2 separate regions of the Rattus norvegicus genome follow, and region 1 is linked to region 2. Evidence: chromatin contacts called from public Hi-C data. All regions are on one chromosome and are shown on one strand. Each heading gives the region's core, a stretch centred on a gene start, on an enhancer-like site or on the middle of the called end of the contact. The rest is flanking DNA. Distances are from core to core; before and after follow the strand shown.

Evidence for each region. A called contact is a pair of places that touch in the nucleus more often than the background predicts.
Region 1: a Hi-C map of the A7r5 cell line shows a contact between it and region 2, with 2.7 times the contacts expected there. The contact joins the promoter of Rab11fip2 here to the promoter of Emx2 in region 2. A contact is called at or near these places in 4 of 12 Hi-C or Micro-C datasets (the A7r5 cell line, Schwann cells, frontal cortex and 1 more) and 1 of 1 datasets of contacts at active chromatin or transcription factors (oligodendrocytes).

The regions. Positions count from the first base shown.
Region 1 is chr1:269,077,238-269,081,437 of GRCr8, forward strand. It overlaps Rab11fip2 (RAB11 family interacting protein 2), which reads right to left and starts at 2,424. Exons shown (of 5, transcript NM_001107447.2): 1 at 2,068-2,424. The coding sequence starts at 2,420.
Region 2 is chr1:268,610,760-268,614,605 of GRCr8, forward strand. It overlaps Emx2 (empty spiracles homeobox 2), which reads left to right and starts at 1,904. Exons shown (of 3, transcript NM_001109169.2): 1 at 1,904-3,158. The coding sequence starts at 2,750. It also overlaps Emx2os.

The DNA of each region.
Region 1 (4,200 bases), core at 1,174-3,673, 470 kb after region 2:
CAGCTGGTAGCCTTCATCACTCATTCTACTTTTCCAAAAGGCACTTGGGAATATGCTGACAAGGGCTAGCAATGTGCAGAATATTAAATACCTTTCTTTTAATACACTAGTGGCTCAAGTCTGTCTCTTACTATGCCACATGTGCAGCTGGGCTGGAAAAGGAAGCTATTAAATATATTAAAAATCTAGAAATATTACCAATAAAGATACCTCATCAAATACGCAGTTCCCATTTAGTCGCCCGCACAAAACAGTAAGGGTTTAATAACATATGAAAATCTCTTTGTATGCAGTAACATCGCAAACCCTGTTGATAGCATTTCAAAGCATCTCCCCTCCAAAAGCTGTCCTTGATTTTATAGACAGACTACACTGTTAAAGAGTATTGTTCATGGTCTAGTTTATTGTAACTGCAAAGCTGCCAAAGACGGAAATAAAACAAGAAATTTTTAAAAGGCTACTTCTTTCTCAGGATCTTTGGATCTACACTTGGGCCTACTTAAATTTGGGAATTTACGTTCGAGGGGTCTGTGGTATATTACCATTAATATTAAAAGTACTTTTTAAAGCACAGTAAGAAATTTGAAACTGTACATGCTTGAAAGCTCACAGTCAAAACACTTTAAAGGTATACACTGAGTCACTTCAAAGTGACAATTTGGGGCAAATTATTTGGTTACTATTGATTTTTCATTTTAACGCTGATGAAGAACTCCTCGGAAGAAAGAACATGCTATTTGTTAAATATTAGGAAATTTAAAAATCATTAAATATACAACTTAAACTTTCTCCCCCCTCAACTGAATATTTACCTATTTTTTTCTTGTTGCATTTCTAGTGTTTTATCTTACATAAACTAAATCTTAGGTAAAGACTTTATTCAAAACAAAACAAAAATAATTCCTATTAAATGAAGTTTTCTGGCAGGCTTTAAAAGGGAAAAAAGAGAAAAGATCATTATACTTAAAAGAAATTAATGTGAACTTAAAATTATCATGGAAAGTGCTCTAAAGGGTAGGTAGATAAACATCCATCAGGACTGCGTTTTGCTTTTTTTTTTTTTTTTTTTTTTTTAAGCTACTTGGGAAGAGGGACACCCTCTGATGAGTTCCCCCAACCCTCTTTTCATAAACTCCAGCCATCTCCAGGAGCCTTCAGGCCCACTATAAGCTATGTATGTAAGGTGAAGCCTGGACAGGCATGTAAGCTAAAGGGCAGGACAGGAGGTCTGCCTTTCCAAACTTGCTACTTGTTTCAACTTAGGACATAATATCCTAGTGTTGGTTTGCATCCTGATTTCTTAAATTAAGTATATCTAACTTGGGCTTGAAAGTTCTATTTCAAAAGCCATGTTTTCATCAAAGAAGTCATTAAATCACTGCATCACAAGACTGTAATCACTGTCTCCAATCTTACACCAGTTAATTCCGTCTAAACACAACAGCTTTGCTGAACTGATTCTTCAGTAAACAATAGCTCCACTATGCTGCAAATTCAAAGGAAAAATGTCAGTGGGTTCAAGACTGAAGATGTCTGTGCAGACTTCCAAAACTTTTCTTTTAACAACTTTCTCCCTATCAAGAAGTACTGACCCTGAAAACTGGTGGAGCAAAAATAAAGGCCAACTGTTTCCAATGCTGAAATACGGTTCTAAAATTAGAAACTTATCTTTTGACAGCCTTTATTAGTAATTTACCTTTTAACAGTGCTCAACAAACATAAACCTAATGGTACACATATATTTAATTTTCTGGTTTTCCAGTTCATGCTCTAGGCCTCTAATAAAAAGTATTAAAATCCAATGCAAAATATTCCACTGTTTAAGAGCCCTTTACCTCACACAGAAATGGGGCGGGGGGGGGGGGGGGGGGGACTGGTTCACTAATCACTCCATTAAAAAAAAATTCAGAGCAAAGGCTATTTTCACTTCAAAGTCATGCAAAGAGAAGTGCTTAAAACTGGATCCTATTTCAACCCCAAAGACCAATGCCTCGAATATACTGTTCAAGTACAGTAAATCCATGTATCTTTAAGTACCCAAAATTCAAAATAAATTATGTAACTTACTCTGTTTTCCTTCTTTGTTTGTCCTCAAAGATGTCATTGAGATTGATTGCCACCTGCCCTAAAAACTTATCCAGTCCCACCAGGGACCTGTGCATCACTATAAGAAAAAGAATGTATTTCTCCGGATTACCCTGCATGAGCAACCCAGGCAGCTCAAAAGAGGCCTCCTCCTTCCAGACCGGCTCCAGGGTTTTCTCCGCTACAGATGTAGAATACTTCTCTTTGCCCAACTGAATTATGGTGTATGTGTCATTGGTGCCACTTTTGCCTTTTGGCTTCAGATCTTTAGCTTGGAGCACTGTGACCTGCACGTGGGTTGGAAACCACTTTTGGGCTTGCTCAGACAGCATCATTCTGGGGCTTTTTTTGTTTTGTTTTGTTTTTCGGTTTTGTTTTTTCTTTTTGTTTTTGTTTTTCTCTGAGCAGAGTTCAGAAGCACAGGCAGCGCCCCTCCCGCGGGGAGAGCCCCGTACACTGATCACTGCATCCTTAAGGGCACTTCAGCGAGCTGGGGAGTCAGGGCTGCCCCGAGGTCCCTAAGGGCTGATGTCAAGAGGACCGGCCCGGTGGCCGCCGCCGCTGCGGGGGTCCCTTTCTTCCGTAGAAGCACAGGGGCCCACATCACCTCCGCGCCGTCCGGGCCTCCGCGCGCAGCCCCGCGCCTCGCGTCGCCGCCGTGCCGGGGCCTGTGCCCCTACGGCCCGGCCTCAGCCCCGCGCGGCCCGGCTCCTCCTCCGACCCGGCTGATACGAACCGTCGGCAGCCGCCGGGCCTGGCTCCCACCGCCCGCGCGGCCTCGCCTCGCCTCGGCTCCTCCCCCGAGAGTGGCGCAGGCCTGGGAAAGCGGGTCGGAAGCGGCCGTCCTGGACCGACGCCGGAGGGACGCGGGGCGCGGGCGGCAAACTGAGACCGGCGGCGGCACCAGGCGAGGCCTGGACAGCGACCCGCGGCTCCTAGCGCCGGGCGCGCGGCGGCCGCGCCACTTCCGGGTTGGCCGTCTCCATGTTGAGCGGGACTGCGCGAGGGGCGGGGCCGGGCGGGGTTGGGGGTCAGCGCCTCCCTGGTTGCCGTGACGACGGGGCGCGCGGTGCGGCACGCGGAGGCTGGGGTGCGCGCGCTGGACGGTGGGTGCTGAGGTTCCAGCCTGTCGGTTACTGCGCTCTGAGGACGTGAGAACCCGCGGAGGCCGACAGGGGGTTCTGGGAGGTGGCCCTGGGCCCTGAACACAACGCCCGCACTTGGGGGAGAATCGGTTTCCATCTTGGAAGACAGGAATCTGCCCCAGCTGTGTGTTCAGTCCTGACTAGGCGCTGGTGTCCTTAAATGGTGGTAGAGCACTTAGCTCTTCTTGAGAGGCAATTCTTCCTCCATTCTCCATGTCTTGAAGAGGAAACCTTCAACTGACTAAAGGGACCTCCTCCTGAGCACAGACCAAAAGCGAAGGACTCAGATTTCAAATCTACCCTTGCTTAATAAAGATCCTAGACGCTTTGGGATGGCGTCAGAGACCTGGTTCTGACCCCGTGCCTGCCGCCATAATTCTATGGAACTATTTAGTCATCTTTCCCTTCCTAATTTGTGTGTATGGCGTCCAAGTCAAAAGCGTTCCCTGAGTGCTGTCAAGTGCTCAGGAAACCAAACCACAACTTCATGGCTAGAGAGGACACGAGCTCTATGTCTCCCTTTTCCCGCTCTACTTTATTTCCATCCATGTCTTCCTAGAAAAATTCTTAAGTTCTTTGAACTACCTGCCAGTATATCCAACCTGTGGCCAACAATAGCTATGAGTGGGGCCAAATGTAATTATTATGAGAGTATTTAACTGCATTGTGCTTTTCTTCAGGGAGAACTTTGTAGACAGATGACAGCTCTTGAAGCAATGTCCAAAGATTAGACATCCCTGAAGGACTTCAGGGATACTAGGCATTAAGCAGACATGCTAACCAATCTGTTGACTAAATGCTTTTCTCCCTTTATGGGACTAATTTTGAGAATAAATATGATAGATAGGAATGTGCTTTATCCAACTTAAAGCAGCCATAAACTATAAGGTATTGTGTTTATTGTTTTAGAGCAAGTTTTAAAACTTCTGTTATACAAGCTGAGTTTCCATCCCTGGGAGACAGTGTTTGA
Region 2 (3,846 bases), core at 654-3,153:
TAGACCCACCTTCTCATTCTCTTCCAGGTTATCTGCGGGGTGACCAAGTGGAAGTGTTAGTTTCTAGCTTCTGAAGCCCTCACTTGACCCCTAGATCCCCTGAATCTTGCTTGGCTAGGCGCTGCTCAAGGCTTCCGCCCTTCACTGGGCTCTGGCCTTCAGAGGCTCAGCCTCTATTTCCACAACCCACATGAGACTAGGGAGGTATTTCTCAGCTACATTTGAAGGGGCAGGTGGTTCAGGCCTGAGGAGAGTGTGGCCTCAAATGCATATCCCTTTTATAGGGCTGAATCTAAATGCTCACAATCTTTGAGTTTGCTCCTCTACCCCCCAAAAATGGGATAAAGAAACAAGGCCATATAGAATAGAAGGTAAAAAGATCTGAAGTCTGAGGCAAGGGCAGATTTATACCATGAGGAGAGCAAAGCTGAGGTGGGAACACTTTTCTCAACTTCCATTCTTCCTAGGGGGCCCCCGGAGCTTCTGCCTTCTCACATGAACACTATACAAGAAACACACACACACACACACACACACACACACACACACACACACACACACACACCCTAAACAGCAGTAGATGGAAATCAAGAGAAGCAAACAGGAGAGCTGGCATGGAACCCGTTAATGCCAGGACTTCCTGGAGCGCCCTAAGGCCGGGACCCTTGGTGGAATCAGGTGGCCTTCAGAGTCTCCGTCTTCTCCAGATCTGCTCCTCCCAGGTCTCAGGCAACCTCGCCACCAAGCACAGACATTTTATCCCTCTCAGGATAAATGGCTTCGACCTGGACCTGGGAGTAACAGATTTAAAGGACGCCAGGAAAAAAAATTATCATTAATTGTAAACGTGCAAAATACCTGCTGGTACTTCACTTTAGAAGAATGTAATTGGCAAAGGGTGTGTATGTGGGGTGGGGGGAGGCGGCTGATGAATAGATAATAGATCTTTAACCACCAATAAACAGAGAGCAGCGCCAGCAGGCTGGGGGGATGTGATCATAATTATGCCGCAGCGTGAGCCAATGGGGACAAGAGAAGTCGGCCCTAAAATCATCCCAAAACCGAAGGCAAGCTCGAAAATGCGGACAGGGCCTAGGACCGGAGACGCAATCCTAAGTGCCTAGTTGCGAAACCTGGATTTGCAGACCAACCCAGCCCCGGGACCACAGATGTCAAAATAAAAATAGGTACAACAATAATAGCAATAATGGGAACAGTGTCAACGCCACTAAAAACAATGGAACGATAACACAATCACAGCTTCAGCTTCTGACCTAGGACCCAAGACTCCTTTCCCAAATATCCCCACATATCCCAGAAAGAACTGTTTTGGGGAAGGAAGTGACCGCCCTACAGACAGGAAAAGCAGAAACTCTAGGTGCAAGCTCTACGTCCGCTGCAACGGTACAGGCGCAACTGGCCCTTCAGGTTTGAACTTGCAAACGAACCAGCCGGGTCAAAGACTGAGAACGCGTGGACCCTGGAACCTCGAAGCTACGCTTGGTTGGAGGGGTGGGAGGGCCCCCCTTCTCGCGCGCCTAGGAAACCTCCGGAGTTTTGCTGGGGGTGGGGATTGGTATGAGTGAAGCGGGTTAGCCCTTGCCCGGAACCAGTCCCCGCCCGCTTACCCTCGCCGGGCGCCTGAAGCCATCTCAGTGACCCGGGTGCGGGCCTCCAGGGGACAACTTCAGCGGAGCTCAGGGCGTGAAGAAATCTGTGCGTCCGTCGGTGCTTCAGTCCCATCAGCTCCGGCGACGCTGGTTTAGGATCCAGGGGTCCGCAGCAAAGGCAGAGCGGCCCCCGAGAGTCTGCAGGGACCCGGGTGCCCCGGAGGGAGTGGTGTTGGTGCAGTAGGAGGCGGTAGCTGAGGAGGAGGAGGTGGAGGAAATAGGAGGAGGAAGAGGAGCAGGAGGAGGAGAGGAACGAGGAAGAGGAGGAGAAGAGGGAAGCGGAGGAGCCGAAGGAGGAGGAGAGAAACTGCAGCGGGTGCCGCGAGAGCGAGGGAGCTAGCCCGGAGCGCAGGGCGAAGACACCAAGAGGTCTGCGGCCGGGCGGGCGGCTGGAGGCACGGCCGGGGCAGTGGCGCCGACTCCGTTCCATTCTGGGACCGGATCCAGGCCTCCGGGTTCCCAGGCGTTCGCCTCCCTCTGACGCACTTTAAAGAGTCTCCCCCCCTTCCACCTCAGGGCGAGTAATAGCGACCAATCATCAAGCCATTTACCAGGCTTCGGAGGAAGCTGTTTATGTGATCCCCGCACTAATTAGGCTCATGAACTAACAAATCGTTTGCACTACTAGTGAAGAAGCGAACACTTCCATGGATTGTCCTTGGACTTAGGGCGCCCTGCCCGCCTTTTGCAAAGGAAAGAAAACTTTTTTTTGCCTCCCCGAGAACCCCCCTCCCTGCCTCTAACTCCAACCCCCCCCCAACGCCACCTCGCTCAAAAAAATATTACCCCAATCCACGCCTGCAAATTCTTCTGGAAGGATTTTCCCCCCTCTCTCCAGGTTGGGCGCGTTTGGTGCAAGATTCTCGGGATCTTCGGCTTTGCCTCTCCTCCCCCTCCCCCTCCTTTCCTTTTTCCTTTCCTTTCTTTCTTCCTTCCTTTCTTTTCCTTACCCCCACCCCCACCCCAAACAAACGAGTCCCCCATTCTCCTCGGTCTTCGCCGCGGGCAGCGGGCGGCGGAGGCAGCGCGCCGCGGTCGCCGGGAGCAGGGAGCCCAGGGCGCCCGCTCCTCGGCGCAGCATGTTTCAGCCGGCGCCTAAGCGCTGCTTCACCATCGAGTCGCTGGTGGCCAAGGACAGTCCCCTGCCTGCCTCACGCTCCGAGGATCCCATCCGTCCCGCGGCGCTCAGCTACGCCAATTCCAGCCCCATAAATCCGTTCCTCAACGGCTTCCACTCGGCCGCCGCCGCCGCCGCCGCGGGCAGGGGCGTCTACTCCAACCCGGACTTGGTGTTCGCCGAGGCGGTCTCGCACCCGCCCAACCCCGCCGTGCCGGTGCACCCGGTGCCGCCGCCGCACGCCCTGGCCGCCCACCCCCTGCCCTCCTCGCATTCGCCACACCCCCTCTTCGCCTCGCAGCAGCGGGACCCGTCCACCTTCTACCCCTGGCTCATCCACCGCTACCGATATCTGGGTCATCGCTTCCAAGGTACGTGCCACGTCGCGGAACTGAAGCGCGCCGGTCCGATCGCCTTCTTCACTGTGCCTGGCCTGCTCCGGGTGGGCGCTCCTCAAGGCCTGGGCGGAGGTCAGCCCGGGTGCTCGACTCCGAAACCGGGTAGCAAGGGGCCCGAGTCGCATTGGTTACCAATCTCTGAAGCCTAGACTCCTTTGGGTTACTGACTTGCTCACTCCTTGACCTTTTCGGAAAGGGGTGCAAACGAGGTGTCCTGTGTTTCGCGCCAGGGTCGGGCTGGCTGGGACGTGATGCTGGGCGGCGAAGTCCGCTGTCAAGAAGCTCTGAGCCCGCGAGGTCCTCGAATCTTGTTTCCTTGGACCGTGTTCCTGGCTAGTCTATCTCTCAGGAACTCGGACAGGGCCACATGGCCAGGTTCACTGGATTTCAACTCTGTTCTACACTCACTCCACGTCCCTCCAGCCCAGACCCGCGACTTCTAGGTCTTCAATTCCTTTAAGGAGACAAGGAGACCTTGGAAACCTCAGAGCAAACTGTTTCCTTCCTCCTGCTCTGGAGGCCAGGGAGGGGCGGGAGAGCTAGTAGAAACCTCCGCAGCCCCACTGGTTCTCTCCGCGACCCTTTTAGCGGGGGCAACCGCTGGACGTGGCGGGAAGTCAGGTTCCATCTGGTCTCTGTTTGGTTGCTGATGTTTTGTTTT